2 separate regions of the Mus musculus genome follow, and region 2 is linked to region 1. A link is a contact called in public Hi-C data. All regions are on one chromosome and are shown on one strand. The core of a region is the stretch at or near the end of the contact, and the rest is flanking DNA. Distances in the headings are between cores, read along the strand shown.

Region 1 (7,349 bases), core at 2,005-4,504:
AGTGTGGTTAGCACCTTGAATAGCCACCATGCTGACTTGGATGCTAGGGACTTGTCTGCGTCCTTAGTCCTGTCAGCTGTCCTCAAAGTTCTCTTTCTAAGGAAAAACTCTGCCCCAATTAGCCCAGTCATCTGAAGAAGTTTCTCATCTGCCCTTGGCATTTGTAACTGGCCAGGATGTGAGACAGCTCTGTGTGCTCTGGGTCAATGTGATATTACCTTCTGGTTAGATTAAACTTCAGCAGCTTTGTCAGAAAACCACACACAGGAGGCCATCCTGGTATTGTGCTTAATTGGCCATTATCCTGTTTTCCTTTCTTGTGGTCTGATGGTCACAGCAATGGGGTGGATGGGATGGCTTCTGTTAGGCTTAACACTGTGAATGTAATGTTTTTCTCTCTTGAAATAAGTATTGGAGGTAGTCACACTTGAGGCTATTCTGACTGTCAACAGGAGTTTATTCCATATCACTACAGGGTCACACATTCATATTTATTTTATAGGTGTGATCACTATCCACATTTTATTTTAATACTCAAATTGCCTCCTGTTTCACTGACGCAAGTGCCTTCAAAATGGTTCCTATGTCTTTTTAACATTCTTTTGGAGGACTGTTTCGCTTTGTTTTTGTTTGTTTGTTTTGAGACTGTACTAGGATTTCTAACCATCTTCTCAAGCTGGGTGTGGTGGCACACGCCTTTAATCCCAGCACTCGGGAGGCAGAGGCAGGCGGATTTCTGAGTTCGAGGCCAGCCTGGTGTACAAAGTGAGTTCCAGGACAGCCAGGGCTATACAGAGGAAACCCTGTCTCAAAAAAAAAAAAAAAAAAAAAAAAAAAAAAAAAAAACCAAAACAAAATTAAAAAATCTAAAATATCTTCTCTCCACGTCCCAAGTGTTGGATTCACAGGCAGGCCATACCACACAAGGCAAACATCAATCAATAATGGCCATAAGCGAGGTTTATTTTTTTAAGTCCTAGGAGTATGTTGGAATTCAGACTATTTGACATTTATTTTTATATTTTGGAGATTAAAATTCTGTATATTTATGGTATGTATCATATTTTGACATATTGCATGCTGTAGAATTACTAAAATGTGATAATAAATGTTCACATTAGTTCATATACAAATTTTTCTGCATAGAGAACTCTGAAAAAATTTTCTCATACATAATGTATTGTTTCTTTAGCTATAACCACCATCATGGATGGTGGATTTGTTGAACTTATTTTTCTGGGGAGCTGAAATTTTATAACTATGATTGACAGGAACCAAATATCTCTACTCCCCAGGCTCAACATTTTTAAGAATATATAAATATATGAGACCACACAGAATCCATATTTATCGATTTGTCCTATGTCACTTAGGTCCTTTGGTCCATCCATTCTGTGACACATGGTAGGGTTTCCTTACATAGTTGGAAAAAAGTCTTTTATCATCCCTACACACCATATTTTCTTTATCCATTGAGCCTGGGATGGACAGTTAGGTTGCTTTCAGACCTTGACTACTATGAATAATTCTAAAGAGAACGTGAGAGAGCAGGTATTGCTTAATGTAATGATGCAATAGCCTTTGAATTGTGTTGCCAGTATGAGGACTTGTGCATCATAATGCCATTATGTCGTATTTGAGGCATTTTCATCATGTCTTCCATAATAGAGGTAAGGATCTTTAGTCCCATCACTAATCTACAAGGATTCTCTGCATCTACTGTCCAATACTAACATCTAACATGCATTCTATTTCTTCTGTTGGACACCAGCCATTCTAGCAAGCATGAGTCAGCATCCTAGTTGATTAATGTGCATCTCCTAGCATTGCTAAGCATATGTTCCCTATGCCCATTGCCTATTTCAATGCTGTCTTTAGAGAACTGACAACTCAGGCCATTTGCCCATTTTAAAAAGTCTGCATTTTCCGTTATTGAGTGTACAGACTCTGAATATTAATCCCTCAACAGCTGTGTGGCTCACAAATGTCTTCCTTCATCCCATTGGTTGCCTGCTAGTTATCATTTCCTTGGCTGTGCAAATCCTTTCAGTTTCATGCAGTCCTATTTATCTAGTCCTGCTTTTATTGCTGGTGGCATTAGGGGTAGATAAAAATTGTTGCCCAGAGCAACAGCATGGGACATTGGCCCTGTGTTCCGCTATTCATTTGTCAGTTTCAATGGTAGTGTCTAAGTCACTTTAAGATCACTTTAGTTGATTGCTGTATGTAGTATGAGAATTCGGCCCAATTGCATTCTTAGATATATTGGTACTGTTTGCTATCACTATTCAGTTTTACTCATTTCATTTGGTGTGTGTGTGTGTGTGCGCGCACGCGCACATGTGTACATGTGTCACTGCACATCTGTGGAGGTCAGACAATTCTCAGGAATCAGCTATCTCATGCTACTTGTGGGCTTCTAGGATTAAGGTCAAGTGCTTTTATCTGCTGAGCCCTCCTGCTAGCCCACCCAGCACCATTTATTGAAGCCACTATTTTGCCCAACTCTGTATACCTGGCATTGTTGCCACAGATCACTTAACACTAAATTCATGGAGCTGTTTTTCAGTTCTATTTTGTTTTTTGTTTTGTTTTTGTTTCTGGGGTGTGTGTATACACGTGTGTGCATGAGCACAAGTGTGTATGCAAATGTGAGGGTCAGAGGTCAATGTCAGGATTCTCCACTTGTTTTTTTGAGACAGAATCTCTCACTGATTTTGAAATAGTTTCAACTAGATTGGCTGGCCAGCAAATCCCCAGGGTCCACCTGTGTTTGTCCGTCCTCCACTGACATCCAGGACTGAGGTCACAGTCACATGCCTCTACACACAGATTTTACATGGGCTCAGGAGGTCTTCATGCTTGCATAGTAAACAATTCGGCCGTAGAGCCCTCACCCAGGCCTGTGTGTCTGTCCCCATGCTAGTGCTTTGCTTTCTGATGTCTATAGCTTTGTTGGACCAGCTAAAGCCTGGTGGAGCGATGCCTCTTGCTCCAGCCTTGCAATTTGGCCTAGGTTTTGCTCTGACTGTTCTTTCCGAACAGGGGCTGACCATATCATTCAGCGTAGCCAGGCTTTGCGGTGGCTTTTGTTGGGTTTTACTCGCCCCTGGAATCACATGATGTGTAGGTGGGAGCAGACTCTCCGACTTTCCTTCCACGGGACCTGGAACGTGAGTGTTGATGACATTATTCCTGTCTCTCTGGGCTCCAGGAGTCGTTAGCGCTCGGAATGCAGCTCTTTGCTCTGCCACACACTTGCCAGCTCAGTGGGATTGGGAGACTACTCTTCCTCCAAACCCCCACCAATGTCTCACTTCTGTCTTTCTTTTCTGCAACCAGAACTTCTGAGGGTGGCTTCTGTATGGAGCTGGAAGGCATCAAAGGGATATTTTACCAAGTCTCCCCTGCCTCAGCTTGTAGTGAGCCTGCATGCCTTCTGGTTTCTCTCTGGTCTGCACTGACTTAGTCTTCCGTAGGTGAAACTCCAGCATACACTGGGTCAGATTCCCTGACCCTCCCATGCTAGCCCTCCCTCTCTGTGGAGATCAGCATCATCCCCCTGGGAAAGGTGATACATTGTGAGTGGTGAGTCTTTCTCACCTCTGCTTTTAGTAACAATTCCAGAGTGCCAAGTAGAGCTGTAAGAAAGTATGTGGATATAAATTTTCTCTGAGTCTATGGACTATGGAAACTACAGTTTTTCTCATGTTGTCCTTTCATAGCCATTAATGTTTTCTTTTAAAGAAATGCAGGATTGTGTTATTTTTTCTTTCCCCATAGTTCCAACCAGAACAGTGGCATGTGTCACTCATATAAGGCACTTCTTACTTCTGGACCTTAGTTCTTGTGTATCTCTCTCTCTCTCTCTCTCTCTCTCTCTCTCTCTCTCTCTCTCTGTTTGTACAGTTGTATGTGTATGTTCATGTTTATGTATAGATGTGCCCATAGGTATGTGTGTATGTATGTGAGTATGTGTACATGTATGTGAATGTGTGCCCGTGTGTGTGCATCTATGAATGTTTGTATACATGTGTATGAGTGTTTGCATGTATGAATGCTTGTGTGCATGTGTGTGAATCTGTGTGCATGTATGTGTGAGTGTATGTGCACGTGTGTGTGTGTGAGTATGTGTGTGTGTGTATGTGCATGTGTGTGTGTGTGAGTATGTGTGTGTGTGTATGGATGAATGTGTGTGAGGTGGGTGAATGTGTTTGTATATGTTTTTGTGCATATGTGTTTGAGTATATGAATGTGCATATATGTATATCTGTATACATGTGTATGTGTGGATATCTACTTTCTATGTATGTGTGTGTATGAATAATATATATATGTATATGTATGTGGGAGTGTTTGTTTATATGGTATATGTGAATGTGTGTACGTTTGTGTGTGAAAATAGGCACACATACCACAGTACACATATGGTGGTCAGAGGACAACTTTGTGAAGTCACTTCTCTTTTTCCATCTTGACATGAGCTTGAATGACGCAACTCAGGTTGCTAGGATTGAGAGTCAAGCACCTTACCTGCTGAGCCACCTCACGGCTAGCAGCAGTAGCAATCTTTCATGAGTTTCTGTCTATATCCAGTAAAGAAGGCAGCTCATAGACCTTGTGAACACAGATTTATCTTTGTGGCCATTTTTCAAATGAATTGTATTCTAATGTGGAGTTGGTAGCGGGGTCTCGGTCCCAGCACTGCTCTGATTGTAACATTCGCATCATGTTTCCTCCTCTGGGTTTCCAGCCTTTGCTGTATAACTTCCCAGACACTTCACAAAGAGATGGAGTCTGTGTTTCCCGCCTTCTCTTTTCAGTTCACCTTGTGTGTGGCTTGCTATAGAAGAGCTTAACAGAATACCACTGACCTGGTGCCTGGGCAGGCCTTGGCCCCAGTATGACTGCTCGAACTGGCTGCTAGACAGCATCTCTCTCTTTGCCATCTCTCATGTGGCCTTTGCTTGGTGGCTCAGAAGGAAACCAGACCTGTTTTATGATAGACCTGACCTTATGACTTTATTAAATATTAATTACCTGTTTCAAAACCCTGTCTCCAAATACAGTCACATTGAGTAGTATCAACAAAAACTGGCAGGAGATATAATTTGTATGTAACACTCTGGAAATTATCCAAGCTATTATAATGTAATGGAGGTGACAGGAATCATGTTTTGAGTCTAATTGGCATACTACTCACCTCTCCATGTGCTCTTGGAACTCCACTCAGAAGGTATGAACTAACCTGTTGGCATCCAATAGGAGGGTTAAGTGAACTGCTAGACAGAAGCTAACCAATCAAAAGGCATGTAAGATTTTGCTGCTTCCCATAGTTAGCCAATCACAAGACACATGTGGCAATGCCCTGAACTGACAATCACAAGATATAAACAGTCAACCAAAGTCAAGGCATGCTAGCTTTTGCTTCAGCCTATAGTCAACCAACCATAGAATATGTAAAGCTTTCCTCCACTCAGTCATAGACCAATGAGAAATAACAAAAATCTTATTGTTTTAAATTTTTATTTATTGTGTGTATGGGTGTTTCATTTGCATGTATACAACTATACCATGTGGGTTCCCAGGACTCACTGATGCCAGAAATGTGCATTATATTTCCTGGAATTGGAGTTACAGGCTGTTGTGAATTGCCACATGGGTGTTGTGAACGTAACTAAGATTCTCTGGAAGAGCATTCAGCATTTGTAAGCACTGAGCCACCTTCCTAGTCCTTTGGTTTTAAACCATTGAATACTTGGGGTCTTTGTTACTTAGGAATATGTAACTGATAAAATCCATGTAAGGGTCTGGTGAGACAGCTCAGCTGATAAAGGTTCTTGCTGCTGAACCTGAAGATCTGAGGTGGATTCCTGGGCCCCACCCGTGTAATAGGAGAATGGACTTCTGTAAAATCTCCCCTGACTTTAAAGGTGAGCATGCACATGCCTTCCCTTGGAAAATAAACACTTAAATGTGATTTTAAAATTATTTAATGTTTATTTTTGTAAAAAATAAAAAAAGTTTGGGCCAAACTTTGCAACTGGAGCAGGTAAATTTTCAGTAGCTCTGGCAAGTCTACCTGTGGCATCCAGTCATTATCAAGTGAGGAGAAGGAAACCGAATCAAGTTCTCACTCGCTTGCCTCAGAGCCCAGTTGAGGAGAAACATTTTAGTTGAAAGAGAGATGGGAAGCCTGCTTCTCTGATATAACTAGAACTGGTAGGGAGTTGGTAAATCCTACAGAAGAACTGAAGTTGTCTGTTAGCCTTGACCTCTCTGCCTTCTATGGAGAGCAGCGGGGTTTTTGGTATATGGAGGTGAGGGGATGTATCTGGGTGAGGTGGATCTGGTAAGGCTTGGCTGGGTCCCTGTTTCTACAGCCGAGGTCTACAGTTTAGGAAAGGAGCCCCTTGGAGGATATCCTAAGACAGAGTCTTCATATGTAAAATGGAATTTTAAAGCTTTGATACAGAAATTTGTTAACGCAGAAGGCTTTATTGTAGTTTTCCAAACAAACAGGCAAACTTTTTTTTTTTCTGGGAATTCGTTGAAATTAGCAACTTCAACACCCCACCTCTGACCATAAACCCAGCTATATACCAACTCCATCAGTGTCTGACAAAGATCAGATATCACCTGCTGATTAAATTTTGGAATTGAACTTGGAACGCTGGGTTGAATGAAGCATGATGGAAATTAATCACTTTAAATCTGTCAGCAGAGTATCTTTGAGGAAGAAAGTGATCATGTAGCTGAACAGCAAAAGATGAATCTGTGTCTGGAGAGAGGTGAGAAGGCAAGGTATAAGCCGGAAACAGGGAGTAAAGGGGGCCAGCAAAAGAGTGGGACGGCCGCTTGTGAGCTTCAGCTTGGATGCAGCGATTAAGTAAATGAATAGACTGAGAAAGAGAGACAAAGGGTAAAAGGATGCAGAGACAGGGAAAGGAGAGGGGGAGAGAGAGTGAGACAGAGATGGAGACAGAGGAAGAAGAGGGGGAAGAGGAGGAGGAAAAAGAAGAGGAAGGATGTGTGTGTGTGTGTGTGTGTGTGTGTGTGTGTGTGTGTGTGTGTGTGTGTGTGTGTGTATGGGCTGAGTGATAGAGCCTTTAAGAAGTACTTTTGGCTGGTAAAGTGATTGATGGAATTTTAAAGGTCACAGGGTACTCATTGCTAGTTTTCTCTCCCTCCCTTCCTCCCTTCCTCCCTCCCTCCCTCCCTCCCTCCCTCCCTCCCTCCCTCCCTCCCTCCTTCCTTCCTTCCTTCCTTCCTTCCTTCCTTCCTTCCTTCCTTCCTTCCCCCTTTTTTTGGCTGAACTATGCTTCAAAAGTCCCCTTTATTGTGCCAAG
Region 2 (7,349 bases), core at 1,807-4,306, 150 kb after region 1:
GAAATTTGGGAAGCTGAGGGTGGGAAGCTTGGGTTGTGTCCTTTGGGTGGGAAGCATCCTTGCCAAAGCCAGTTTTGATTGCTGCTTCTTTTCATGGGAGGTGGTTCCCTCTGGGAACTCCCTCTGACTGCCTAAATTCCTCACTATGGCAAAGAAAATATATCTGGGTTTTGGAGTTGGGCTCATTCGAAAGCTCTGTGCATATCCCCCACACTAGCACTTCAAATGCCTACCCAAAGGAAAACCATGCTTGTGAGACTCTTTGCACCCTGGGGATCTGTGGGTATAAAGAGGATGAATCAGGAAAGGGGCTGTAGATTCAAGTCTTTTTTTTTTTTTTAATGAAGGATATACTCTGTCCCCACCGTGAATAGTAGGACATGATGAATAATTCAGTGGCGTTCTCTCTTTCTTGCATCAGGCAGCTCACAGTAAAGGACAATTTCACTATTCCTCCACATCAATAATGTTACCTCCGTCCTTTGGACGCCAGAGCTATAGCACAGTTCTTACGTTAGAAAAGACTGTAAAAGCTATTTAATCCCACCCATTATCAGAGACACAGAGAGAAATTGAGGCAAGGTGGTTAGGTAGTTTGCTTTATCTACAAAGGAGGTTGAAGGCAGAACACAGCTAGGACCCTGGAGTCTCAACCCCTAGCTGTCTCTGCTTGTTTGTCATAGACTTCTCAAGTTTCTCTGTATATAACAGATGTGATTCAAAAGGATCATCAGGTCCACACCACTGTATAATATGGGAGGGTGCATGTCCATGTGCATATGTTTGTGTGATTGATTGTATGTGTGTGGAGGTACACTGCTTACATCTGTGTGATTGTGTGATTGTGTGTGTGTGTTGGTACATGTGCATATGCCTGTGCATACATGCAGATGGTAAAGATTGACCTTGGTTATTGTTCCTCAAGAGTTACCTACTTTAAGTTTTGAGCCCCCCACCCTCACCTGGGGCTCACCGACTCAACTATGCTTACTGGCCAGCAGGCCTCAGAATCTGTCTGTCTTCTCATGTGCATGCCCATGGGCGCTGAGGATCAAGCTCTGGTCGTTGCACAACACAGCAGACACATTACAACCGAGCCATCTTCCCAACCCCCTGGTCCACATGATTATAGCGTCTGCCAATGGTAGACAGAAGGCTAAGCCTGTGTTGTTTCTTTCTGGGAACCCTGAAGCCTCAGAGACTCAGCTCTTTACACTTTTCCCTGTGCTGTGACCCTTTCCAGAACTTGATAGCTCCAGAGGAAGAAGCAGTGCGGTCACCCAGCACTTGCAAAATTCTAAGAAAACCCTGACATGTGGATGGCAAGTCCCACGGTGTTCTCTATCTTCTATGTCAGAATCCACAGGATGCCAAAAGACAAATGCATTTTTCTCTTCCAAATTATTCCTCCTACAAATGCTAAGCATCTCCATCTGGGAGGCATTTAACATGTCGAACAGCTATTGCTGGTCTGTAGGAGGACTCGCCAAGTATCAACTGTTTCCCTGAAATAGCTCCCCTTATTGCTGCAGGAGCCGCCAAGACTCAGCCCAGGCAGGAAGAGGAAAAGAGTATGCAGTGAGGTCTAAAAGTTAGAGGGGAGCGAGTGCAATGGGGCGTTGGTTGGCTTCACACCCCAGCTCTTCTCCCAAAGATGTGTCTCGAGGAAGGCACGTACAGAGGCAATGTGCATGCAGATGGCTGTCACCTGTTTCATCTCACAGATGAAGTTCATCCAGATAGGAACAAGAAAACACACATTTTCTGCTGGACTAATTTAGAACACAAGTCCCATAAAAGATGGCAGTGGTGGAATATGTGAGCTTGGGTAGTACCCAAGACATTGTCTTTACCAGTGTTCTGCTTTCTGACCTGTGCAGTCCAGCCAGTGAAGATGAACAGAGACCCAGGACAGAGACCCATGTTCTCCATCATCACAGATGGTCCCTGGGGATGCTGACTTTTATTTCCATTGCCATGATAAAAATGCCCCAACAAAAGGCAAATTAGGGGAGAAAGGCTTATGCTAACTCATGATTCCAGGTTACAGCCCATTCTAGAAGTCAAGGTGGCAGGAACTTAGAACTGCTAGTCACACCACATCCACAGTCAGAAGTAAAGAGGAACAAACACATTCATGCTGTGAGGTCATAGCTCACTTTCTGAACTCTTACACAGTCTGTGACCCAAACACAGGTGGGCTGGATCTCTCAACATCAGTTAACACAATCAAGGTAATCCCCCACAGACATGGCCACAGGGAGAACTAATTCAGAGCACTCCTCATTGAGATGCTCTTCCCAGTTGATTCTGGATTGTATCAAGTTGACAAAGAAAATTAGCCATCAAATGGAGGTGTGTGACCTCAACTAACCCGAAGTCTAAGTAGGGTGGATTGCTGTAGCAGCTGATGCCATGGGATTTGCAGGAGTTGGAAGAGGTAGAAGTTACTCCTAGGTGTATCGTCAAGTAAGTCACTCATCCTGCTAAGTTAGGATTTGAACACAGGAATATTAGTTGAGAAAACTGTCTCCAGTACAGAGATGAGCTTGACAAAGTTATAAACCTGGCTAGAAGAGAGGCTCATCCTGTCATCATCTCTTCTCTTCAGTCATTGTAAGCGACACACAAGAAAAGAGTGGGTTTGGATGCTCAGAGTCAGGCACTGGACATGCTAAGATGTGTCAGATAGGATGTTGGAGTGCTTTTATGAGGTGGCTGATCAGAAGGGTTAGGTGTAGAATCTGGGATGATAGGACTAATACCTGAAGGACCTTGTGTGACACTGAGGAAGAACAGGGAATGAGCCCTTGACTCAGGCATGAGAGATCAGGGATGATATTGGAGAATGGAAGAGTTCAGTATTGGTGATGAGGAACGCAGGGGCTTTGAGAGGCTCAGAATGTCCTCAGGCTCTGAGACCAGGCTAGAGGCAATGTCCTATTTGGATGTGGCGACAGAGCAGGGGCTGATGAAGGTGTTGAAGGGTGTTTGGTTAGCCTGGGGAGTCCCCTCTGTTTATGCTCCTGTGTGGAGATGACTCACACCCTGCTGGGGTTCTGCTGACAGCCTGTGGTGGGTGGGAAGGTGTAGCTTGGAAAATGTGCAAAGCTCTTGTCTGCCACTTGTTTGTCAGCGTTAACATCCAAGTTTGTGCTGTTGTTCTGCTTTCCTCAGTGTGTTGGCTTTGGTTGCTGATGCCTTAGTCAAGAGCAAAAAGCTGGCTTATATATGTTAGATGCTCACTGGTAAGGTGTGTGGGTATGAGAGGGACTGAGACAGATAGACAGACAGACAAACAGACAGACAGACAGTGACAGATTCCCTGTGGAGTTTGTGTTAGATTACAGTGGTTGTCTAGGTATATTATCATAACTGATTCTTTACATAAACTAATTCTAGTCTATTGACCTCTTCTTCTGCTTGAATGATAACTAATTGGCTAGAAAGATAACATTTCAAACATTTTTTTTTATGTGTCATGTGAAGTGGAAACTTAAGTTGGTTTTTTTTTTTTTTTTTTTTGTAAAGTCGGTTGGGTGGTGGTTTGCTGAGGCAAACGAGTGAAGGAACATTGAGCTGAAGTGGACACAGGTGAAAGGATGTTCTGCTAAAGCTAAACCTTTCTTCACGAGTCTGCCGCAGCCTTTCACCTGTGTCCACTTCAGCTCAATGTTCCTTCACTCGTTTGCCCCAGCAAAACACCACTGAACCGACTTCACAAAGAGCCCTAAGTTTCCACTTCAATCATGTGTATGTTTGTGAGTGTATACATGCAACAACATGTATGTGGATGTCAGAGGACAATTTGCAGGAGTTGGTTCTCTCCTTCCACCATGTGGAAGATCAACTTCAGGGCATCAGGCTTGGTGGCAAGGGCTCTTACCCTCTGAGCCACCTTGCCAGCCTCAGCAAGATAATCTTTGGAATATTTTTTCTGTGTAAGACATATATTTAATTTGTGCATATGTTTGTGTATGGGTGCTTGTGAAGTACAGGTGCATATGTGTGGGCACTAGAGACTTCAGAGCCCAGACAACAATGTCCATATTGTTCCTCGGGCAATTAGCCATCATTTCTGCTTTGAAACAGGGTTTCTGACTGAACCTGGAGTCTAGGCTGCCTGAACAGCAAACCTTAGGTGCCCATCTGTCTCTTCCATCTTCCAAGCCCTAGGATAACCCACATGTGCTCCCTTGCCTGGTTTCTGATATAGGTTCTGGATCCCAAACTCAAGTCCTCATACTTCTTAGAAAGGACCATACCCACTGAACCATCTCTCCAGTTCCAATTTTCCTATGCAATACACATATTTATGTATGATTGGCATCAGTGAGCAACCTACCAAACACCTATCTCGAGTAGATTTATTAAAAAGAAGAAAACATATTTCAAGTTCCTTTGAATTTTAGGTATTGAATAAAATCTTGTGCATCATTGGGGGATAAATGCTCATTTATATTGTTCTTTCCGTTTTGCATTTTTATGTGGTTGAGTGGTACCATGTTTATTTTATTCTACATATCCATAAAGACCAATTTCACACCCAGTGCATTTTTAATGAATGGTTTGTCAAGCTTTTATTTTCTGAGAAAAGTATGTATGTAGACCAAGCTTGTGTCAAACCCACAGAGAACTGCTTGCCTCTGCCTCTCAAGTACTGGGATTAAAGAAATGTGCCACTAAGCCCAGGCATTTAAAATTTTTTATTTATTTTATTTATATATGAGTCTGTCTGTCTGTGTGAATGTATGCTATATGTATGCAGCATCCTTGAACACCAGAAGAGGGTGTTGAATCCTTTGGAGCTGGTTGTTTTAAATTACCTATCATGGATGCCATTCTGGTCCTCTTAAAGGGCTGAAGGCAGCTCCAGTATATTAAGTTTTAAAAAGTACTATTGAATACAGAAAGGAAAGAACATCCCAAACACCGAAAACCAAATATCACTATACTTAACCCATGCATCTTTCTGTGCATTCCCTATACGATTTAACCTGCATATATATGTTGACAAGTGTCTTTATATCCCTTTACCTATGTGTATAGCTGACCCAGTCTGCCAATCAGTCAACGGGGTCTGCAAGAGAGAGTGGAGAAAAACAGGTCTCTCGTCAGGGTGGAAAAGTACCACCTGTAAGTAAATAGCCCGAGATGGCTGCAGAGATGATAGGGTGTGGTTATATACTGATGTATTTAAATTACCTAAGTCATGTGTGTACATTATGTAAATTATTTTACATAAATATAATTTTAGTAGCCTGATCATACATTTTGGAGGCTCCAGGGGATAACAGGCACTAATATAATTAGATTTAGGTGTGGAATTTCTGCTATTGATTGGAGCAGCAAGGAAGATGTTCCAGTTAAAAGAACTCATGGGCTCAGCACTTTGAGTGCATGCCACGCTGCACAGTCTGGAGAATGGGATCCGATCCTGCAGTCATATAAACAGCTGGGCATCCAGTAGCGATGGTGTTAGAGAATGACACCCAAATGCTCTTCTGAGGGCTCCATTTGAGCACATTAGCATGTCAACACACATATAAGTGTGTATATATTTACACACACACACACACAAAACCACATGTATGGTTCATATGTACATATCACTATCCTCTGGATTTCTGAATCCCATGGTAGTTATGACTATTCCTCAGTTGGTGTTAGTGTGTTTTCTGAGTTTTCCACTCATCTCGTTTCCATGTGAGACTAAGAACTGAAGTGGTTTAGTCCTGACTCCCTGATAGCAAGTCCTCTCTCTGTTTGCCTGTGTAAACTCGCTTTGCTTTATGAGGTGAGTAACACTAAGAACACAAAAAAGCACATGGGGCTGGATATAGGCACGATGAAGACGCAGGCCCGTACCAGTGCTTCAAGTTAGCATTGTCCAAACCTCTGCTTTTCTACTGTCATCTTCAATGTCCAGACCTATTGGAAAGGTGGTGCTTTGTGTGGTCCAGGAGCTCTGCAGGAGTGTTTCTGTTGTCTGATGACTTGCTCCACTGTCAGCTGGCGATAGGCAAGAGCTATTCTTTACAATGTTAGCAAAGGCATCCTCTGTTTTGAAATGTCTATTTGTGTACGAGGGGGTATATGGGGGCGTAGATATATGTAGGTGTGGAATTTATGGGGGAGAGAAGTATTTGTGCAGGGGTATTGTGTAAGGCCAGTGTTTGTGTGGGGGCAGTATTTGTGTGTATGATATTTTGTGTGAGATATTTATGTGAGGGGTATTTTTGTGGGGGTATTTGTGTGAGGAGTGCTTGTGGAGGCAGTATTTATGTACTGGACAGTATTTGTATGGAGGCTTTATAGGGCATTATTGGCTGGTAGGGGCAGTATTAGTATGTGATGTTATTTATGTGTGCAGGTACACACACAGGTGGAGACAAGAAGTCAAACTCAACAGATTCCTCAGACACTCTGCATTGTTGTTTGAGACCGTGTCTCACTGTCCTGGACCTTGTAGATTAGGCTGCACTGGTTAGCAAGTCCCAGATATCTGCCTCTCCATGTCCTTAGCAAAGCCATTACAGGCTCCCTCACCTGTACCACCCCCCTCCCGTGAGCTCTGTGCATCAAAGTCAGGTCCTTATACTTGAAAGGTAGAGATTTTAGAGACAGAGCTATCTCTTCAGGCTTGATTTTGGCATTATAAAAAACTACCACAGAGATGGTTATTAAATATTATTTAAAAATCTTGATATTTGATGGTTGATTTTGGCTTTTGACCCACTGATATGATTAATTATGCTCACAGGTTTCTGAATATTAAATGATGCTTCTTATTAAATCTACCTTGGTTTCTTGGAATAAAATCTATTTGGTCATGGAGAATTATTCTTCACAGCACAGCTGAATTGGGTCTGCTGGAGTTCCCTCAGCTTGTTTGTATCTGCATCAATAAATAATATTGGCTTGGCGCTTTCTCTCTCCTTGGCTATTGTTTCCAAGTCTTAGCGGTAGATTTGAGCCAACATCACTGATTAAATCAGGACATATTTTTTCTTTTTAATTTTTTTTCTGAAATAGTTATGCATCTTGGGAGTTGTTTTCAGGATTTTGAATTAAAAAAAATTAGATTTAGAATAAATTAGGTCTAGAACTGTCTTTAGATTTTTTTCTGTCTCCTCCCCTCTTCCCTCCTCCCCTCTCCCCTCTCCCCTTCCCTCTCCTCCCCTCATCTTCTCTCTTCTCTGTCTAGAGATGAGGTTTTATTACATGGCCCAGCCTGGTCTTGAATTCACTATATAGTCTAGGCTGCTCTTAGACTCATCCTCCCCAATCTCCCGAGGGCTGAGATTTCAAGTGTTTGCCACACCCAGCTCCTTCATATTGTTCTTATA

The links. Hi-C and Micro-C count contacts between places; a contact is called where the count stands out from the background.
Region 2: a contact with region 1 is called in a Hi-C map of cerebral cortex, with 2.7 times the contacts expected there. The contact joins two enhancer-like sites. A contact is called at or near these places in 1 of 39 promoter capture datasets (hippocampal neurons), 2 of 484 Hi-C or Micro-C datasets (cerebral cortex and nephron progenitors), 1 of 115 datasets of contacts at active chromatin or transcription factors (neural progenitor cells) and 1 of 9 other capture datasets (embryonic stem cells).

What each region holds. Positions count from the first base shown.
Region 1 is chr7:116,956,462-116,963,810 of GRCm38.p6, forward strand. No RefSeq gene overlaps it. Among named protein-coding and RNA genes, the nearest start is that of Gm26054, 7.4 kb to the left of the region's middle. Within about 2 kb of position 3,255, at least 4 of the 459 cell types and tissues checked have an H3K27ac peak or open chromatin away from gene starts, as enhancers often do. A contact at or near this core is called in cerebral cortex, where this site is marked.
Region 2 is chr7:117,105,540-117,112,888 of GRCm38.p6, forward strand. No RefSeq gene overlaps it. Among named protein-coding and RNA genes, the nearest start is that of Gm39075, 120 kb to the right of the region's middle. Within about 2 kb of position 3,057, at least 22 of the 459 cell types and tissues checked have an H3K27ac peak or open chromatin away from gene starts, as enhancers often do. A contact at or near this core is called in cerebral cortex, where this site is marked.